Regions from separate parts of the Triticum aestivum genome. Here region 2 is linked to region 1. A link is a contact called in public Hi-C data. All regions are on one chromosome and are shown on one strand. The core of a region is the stretch at or near the end of the contact, and the rest is flanking DNA. Distances in the headings are between cores, read along the strand shown.

Evidence for each region. Hi-C and Micro-C count contacts between places; a contact is called where the count stands out from the background.
Region 2: a Hi-C map of leaf shows a contact between it and region 1, with 3 times the contacts expected there. The contact joins the promoter of LOC123051895 here to the promoter of LOC123051893 in region 1. A contact is called at or near these places in 3 of 5 Hi-C or Micro-C datasets (all in leaf).

The regions. Positions count from the first base shown.
Region 1 is chr2D:95,336,872-95,340,299 of IWGSC CS RefSeq v2.1, reverse strand. It overlaps LOC123051893 (4-coumarate--CoA ligase 5), which reads left to right and starts at 1,745. Exons shown (of 3, transcript XM_044474884.1): 1 at 1,745-2,835; 2 at 2,937-3,349. The coding sequence starts at 1,849.
Region 2 is chr2D:95,468,588-95,472,015 of IWGSC CS RefSeq v2.1, reverse strand. LOC123051895 (protein N-terminal and lysine N-methyltransferase efm7) reads right to left here and starts at 1,772. Exons shown (of 8, transcript XM_044474888.1): 1 at 1,565-1,772; 2 at 1,341-1,408; 3 at 125-244; 4 at 1-44. The coding sequence starts at 1,644. LOC123051896 (10 kDa chaperonin, mitochondrial) reads left to right here and starts at 1,864. Exons shown (of 3, transcript XM_044474889.1): 1 at 1,864-2,128; 2 at 3,178-3,320. The coding sequence starts at 2,018.

The DNA of each region.
Region 1 (3,428 bases), core at 496-2,995:
GAATCGTTGTAGGAGAGGGAAATTGAGGAGAATGCATGCTTCCTATTCAAACTTGAACGCGGAGGAAAATGTTTGAGTGGCAACTTCTCAAAAAATTAGGAGTCAACAGGTTTGATGGAGAGCTGGAAATGTTAACTCTTGAAAATGTTTCTTTTAGGAAAGAAGAAGAACTCAAGGGAAATGACTAAAAACGCTCTTATGCCCGATTACACATTCATATTAGCACTCCCCCGATTCAGATTAATTGACGCACAATCACTACAACCTTAGTACAAAGTTGTACCAAGTGTGTGCTAATTAATTTCGATCAGAGAGCACTTTCCTGAAAGAGAGAAGCAAACATGGTTTTGATTTTTACGGACAGGGACAGGATTGGCAATGTTTGTGATCCGACAGCTACCACTACCATCGCCCCAAACGGAGGAGCTACCATGTAACCAAGTCCTAGCGTTTGACGTCACTGGACTGATCCGTGGCGGAGCTACCGGTTCCTCCACCTCTCAACTCACGCACGGTTGGTGAGCACTGACTTGGCTGACCAAATGTTTGGTCCTGCTGCTCCAGTCAAACTCACAACAACCATCTACCCCAAAAAAGACTGTCACCAACCATCTCCAATAAGACGGGTCCGTTGCTTGTTAGGCCCACGAGGCAGTGGCACAGCAGGTGCATAGCAAAATTCAGAATCGGGCAACAAGGAATAACAAAAGGTTGCTTAAATTACCATTACTCCAGGTGATAGCTTAGTGGTATTGTAGTGCATTTTTAACCCTGGCATCTATAATATACTTACATATGTTAGCTTTGATGGTAGATAATCTTTCCTACCTTAAAAGCAAGCATTCTCCTAGCACTTACTACAGATGTACTTCCTCCATCTCATATTTAAGTGTCATTCAAACGGATGTATTTCGTTGTATAGATGCTTAATTCAAGAGAAAACAGTGAGTTTGTTTGGGCGAAGCGATTGTATCGAGGGGGCACAAAGCTATAATGATGTTAATTGACTAGAAAGAAGAGAAAGAAATTGGCTCTTACACGGACAGTGAGACTCGAAGCTCCAACCTTTAGTGAGTTCATCTGATGATGTTTCTGTAGCTGTAATTTTTCCGAAGCAAAACGACTTGAGACAATGTATGGCACATGCATTGACTTTATATGTCGTCGTAGAATTTAAGAACTATCAACTTACTCTTTCTTTGCACATGCCCAGAAAATAGCGATAAAGCTAGATGTGTGATATTAATCAAGTTTTTATTTGTATCTTATATTATAGTACTACGGAGGGGGTAGTGCTCACTCCATTTTTTGTTTACTCCGCATATTGGATTCCTCAAATTTTATAAGTTCGACTAAGTTTATAAACAATATAGTACGGACATTTACAATAACAAACTTGTTAATGTTTTCTTCTACAAACTTTTTTTGCAAGTAATTTTTCTACAAACTTGATTAAAATGTATAAAGTTTGGCTCCAGACAAAGCTAGTCTGGGCAGTAAATTAAAATGAATGAAGGAGTATATTTTATCATACAGTCAGACGCTGGAGGTGTGGTTCCTTCGCACGTGTGAAATGCATGTCTTATGCTGCTCGGCTAGACTTGGAAATTCGCACCGAGCTTTCTTCCACGAACCTGGACCAGGTCCAGTCATTCTCTCCCGGACAACAACCGCTCCGGCAAGCTCCCCACCAAACGCCACTGCCTCCCTCCGCTATCTATAAGTACCACTTCGCGAGCTCCTTCCACTCCTCAGAAGTCAGAACAACTCGATCTTGCAACCAGTGCTTCCACAGCTCCACCAACCAATTCAGCTCAAAACGATCCAGGGCAGACGACGCGGCGAGAAATGGGCTCGTTGCCGGAGCAGCAGCAGGTCGTCTTCCGCTCGACGCTGCCGGACATCGCCATCCCGGACCACCTCCCGCTCCACGACTACGTCTTCGAGCGCCTTGCCGAGCGCCGGGACCGCGCCTGCCTCATCGACGGCGCCACGGGCGAGACGCTCACGGTCGGCGACGTGCACGGCCTGTCCCGGCGCGTGGCGGCGGGGCTCCACTCCCTCGGCGTCCGCCACGGCAGCACCGTGATGCTGCTCCTCCCCAACTGCGTCGAGTTCGCGCTGGCCTTCCTCGCCGCGTCCCGCCTCGGCGCCGCCACCACCACGGCGAACCCGCTCCACACCCCGCCCGAGATCGCCAAGCAGGCCCAGGCCTCCCGCGCCACCCTCGTGGTGACCGAGCCGGCGTTCGTCGCCAAGGTGCGGGGCCTCGCGGGCGTCACGGTCGTCGCCACGGGCGACGGCGCCGAGGGCTGCGCCTCGTTCGCCGACCTCGCGGCCGCCGACGACTCGGCGCTGCCCGAGGCGCCCATCGACGTCGCCAGCGACGTGGTGGCGCTGCCCTACTCGTCGGGCACCACGGGGCTCCCCAAGGGCGTCATGCTGTCGCACCGCGGGCTGGTCACCAGCGTGGCGCAGCTCGTCGACGGCGACAACCCCAACCTGCACCTCCGGGAGGACGACGTCGTGCTCTGCGTGCTCCCCATGTTCCACGTCTACTCGCTGCACTCCATCCTGCTCTGCGGGCTGCGCGCCGGCGCCGCCCTCGTCGTCATGAAGCGCTTCGACACGGTGAAGATGATGGAGCTGGTGGAGCGCCACGGCATCACCATCGCGCCGCTCGTGCCGCCCATCGTCGTCGAGATGGCCAAGGGCGACGCCATGGACCGCCACGACCTCTCCTCCGTGCGCATGGTCATCTCCGGCGCCGCGCCCATGGGCAAGGAGCTGCAGGACATCATCCACGCCAAGCTCCCCAACGCCGTGCTCGGACAGGTACATACACCTAACATTTCCTTCCTCGTGCTTTGACCATGACTAGACGACGACCATGCCATGCCAGTTAAACTTATCTGTTTGTAACTTCGTTTGAGCAGGGCTATGGGATGACAGAGGCGGGTCCGGTGCTGTCGATGTGCATGGCGTTCGCCAAGGAGCCGTCGCCGGTGAAGTCCGGCGCCTGCGGCACGGTGGTGAGGAACGCGGAGCTCAAGATCGTCGACCCGGAGACCGGGCTGTGCCTCGGGCGCAACCAGCCCGGGGAGATCTGCATCAGGGGGAGGCAGATCATGAAAGGGTACCTCGACAACCCGGCCGCGACGGCGGAGACGGTGGACAAGGACGGGTGGCTGCACACCGGCGACGTCGGGTTCGTGGACGCCGACGACGAGATCTTCATCGTGGACCGGCTCAAGGAGCTCATCAAGTACAAGGGGTTCCAGGTGGCCCCCGCGGAGCTCGAGGCCATGCTCATCGCCCACCCCGGCATCGCCGACGCCGCCGTCGTCCCGTAAGCACCAACTTCTTACTCCGGCACGAACTTGAATTCATATGAATGCATGGGTCCTCATTGAGCTGTAAGAGTTATG
Region 2 (3,428 bases), core at 523-3,022, 130 kb before region 1:
TACCACCTCTTTGCAGAAACGGCTGCACAATATGCCGGTAATGCCTAGCAAGTCACAACAGTGTCAGCGACTCAGTGTTTGTAAGATAACAATTTGAAGTGAATGCGGTAGAGAATTCTCTCACCGATCCCAGATCCCAACTCAATTAATGAATGCCCCTTCACAGTCTCAGGGTGTTCAGATAGGTACGTGTTCATCAGAACAGCACCTGGCCATACTAACTGTCCAGTAAGATCATAATCAGCTGCACCAAACAACGAAATGTTTGTTAGTGGTGGCGGCATGTTAAGCAGATAACAAATATCTGGCACTCTGTAATATGGGGTGGCATCATGCCTGCACCTAAATCCAGCCAGGCAAGCTAGTGTGCTAACCACGAGACTTAAATAAGACCATCCACATATCTCACTGCACGGATGCAACAGAACTTGAGTGTAGCATGGTCAGCTCTATTTTTTTTTTCAACTGATGGACACTGGATAGCACTGTGACCACTTAAATGAGAATTCCTTTGTTAAGAATATTTGCGTACATGCCTCTGGCTGTAGAAGTAGACATGATGGACAGAATGAAGCAAGGGTAAGAGTCGCCTCGCCTAGTGACAGCAAATATGAATGTGACCCTTCATTAGTTTGATCATGTGATACGTGGGCCTTTTGACGTCCTCATGCACTAGAATGGAACTGTCTCAGTGGAAGGATCCCCAAACAAGACAAGGTAAAAGTGGCCCCAAAGCCACATGGTTGTGTAATGAACACCCGTTTTTGCTACATATGAAGACAACAAGAAGACAATGCCCAAATCACATGTCACTGACATATTTTCATGCTGGAAACATTTTACCTAAGCTGTAACTGCGCAACCAGAAACAAGCTAATTACAATTGATACGGCTGTTATTACGGTATTATACTTGTGATCAAAACCTCATCAAATAAACAAGTAGAACAAACTGGCAGTGCCTGAAGCATACGTGCAGCAATTCATTGACCAAAATGAAACAACATGTAATAGAACATAACACTGAGCATTATATAGGGCTACTACGTGAACGGTGCTGGATTGAACAACTTGTAATTGTCGACACAAACACAATTGTAACTAACTTGAGCAGCACAAATGTGCTGCTCAAGTTCAACCAACCATCCCCTCTTCTGCTCTAAACTAAGGAACCTCTGTCCACGCTTGTCCCTGCTCATAGTAGATTTTACACAGAAGGAGCTAGTATAGACCCCTGCTGCCAACTCACCATCCCAACAGGCTTATCAAACTGCCTCGCTTAGCTAGCGATGAGTAATTTGCAACATTGGCAAGGAAGAAGCAAAGGGTAGGGGCACTAACTGCAGGCGGAGCTGAGGCAGAGGAGCTGGAGCTCCTGGGAGCCGTAGGTGAAGGTCTTCATCTCGTAGCTGCCCAAATCCAGCAACCAAATCAGCATAGAAGCTTTCAATTCAGCTACTCCCTCCGATTCCAAATTACTCGTCGTGGTTTTAGTTCAAATTGAACTAAAACCACGACGAGTAATTTGGAATCGGAGGGAGTACATCAGAACAGCAAACCCCTACTTGCGGTTCATGAAGAAGGACGGATCCAGGCAGACGAAGTCTTCCTCCTCCCGCTCCCTCGTCCCGCCGGCGCCCGCCATCTCTCAGCTCCTTCCTCCTCCTCCTCGCCGCCGGCGACCACAGCTGCAGGTTGGAAATTGGAAGTGGAGTTTCGCGGCGGCGCGTTGGATTGGACCCTCGGCCGCCTTGTGGGCTAAAGCCTACGATAACGGGCCTTAACTGGGCCGTAGTAAGCACCGCGCGGTTGGGTCTGGCCCACGGGCGGGAACATTCTAGGGCTGGCATGGGCAGGACGGTCATTCCACCGCGCACGCAACCGCGCCGCCCCTCATAAAACCCTAAACCCCACCATCCCCGGGAGGCGAAAAGCGAAGAGTGTGGAAGCGTCGCGTTCTCTTGCTTGTTTCCCAAGAAGAAGAAGGAGAAGAGCGGCGTCTGATCTCGTCAGCGGCGATGGCGGCGATTCGGCGTCTGATCCCGTCCTTCAACCGGGTGCTGGTGGAGAAGGTGGTGCAGCCCAAGAAGAGCGCCGGCGGCATCCTCCTCCCGGAGACCTCCAAGCAGGTACGGCGCGCCCTTCTCTCCTCCCCCTTTGATGCTGCCGCCGCTGGTAGATGTTGCTTCTTGCTCCTGTGCGTGGATCCCGTGCGGGGGCTGCTTAGATCTTGGGCGGGTGATGGTCGTTTAGGTTGCAAATTGTTCTTATTGTGTTATTATTAGTTCAGTTGGGGGGTGTGGCTAGGCCGGCCGCCTCAGATTTACTTTGTGTGGGTAGATGCTAAGCTGGAATAATCTAATTTAAGCAATTGGGATTAGATTAACCAAGTTGACATCCATCTGCGCTGCTTCCACGAAGAATCGGTTTTTACCAATGTTGTATCTTTTGCAGTTGGTGTGCTACTAGACTGCTAGCTGTAGTTGTACAATAGTTCTGTCCCATAGTGCTATTAGTTGTGCACTTCAATGATCCCGCATTATCATTCAGAACATTAGTTCATCAATAATTCATACGGAGTAGTTATGAACAGGAGGAGTGTCTGTTCCTTTGAAGATTGCTTATTATTCTGATATGGTTACTTGTTAGGCAGAGAGCTAGCTGCGTAGTTTGCAAATTGTTTTATTGTGGAATTCGTTCAGATGGCGGTGTGGCTAGACTTGCTGATTCAGATTCGCATTGTGTATTGCGGGGTTGTTAGCTAGAATTATCTGGTTTAAGCAACTGTAGTTTACTTGGTGAAGATGCCGTCAGTTCTGCTTCCACAAAGAATTTATTTTTACCACCAATGGCCAATGTACATTTTTCACATTTGTCATGCTACTAGATTGCTAGTTTTACTGTAGTTCTGCCTCATAGTTCTATCAGTCCACTTAGACCGGTCAGTTCATGTCCAATCACTCCTATTAGTAGTGCAGTTAACTGACCGGTTCATGACTGATCAGTCCTATTAGTAGTGCCCTTAACTGAGCGGTTCTTGACTGATTACTCTTATTAGTACTGCACTTAATGATTCCACATTATCTTTGAGAAAAGGTTCTGTCATTAGTTCAGAGTTGTCTTTGATAATTTGACTGTTGAATCAGTTCATGACTTGAGAATGTTCTTGTGAATCCAGCTGAACTCTGGTAAGGTGATAGCTGTTGGCCCTGGCAGCCGTGACAAGGAAGGGAAGCTGATCCCTGTTGCTCTCAAGGAAGGGGACCATGTGCTCCTGCCTGAGTATGGTGGTCTTGAAGTCAAGCTTGCTCCCGAGAAAGAGTATGTTACTTATTTCACCATCCTATTACTTCAGTTGTTGGTGTTCTGATGTTTTTCTTGCTGGGTGTGATGCAAAACAATGTGCAACATCCTAATTCAGCAGCATAG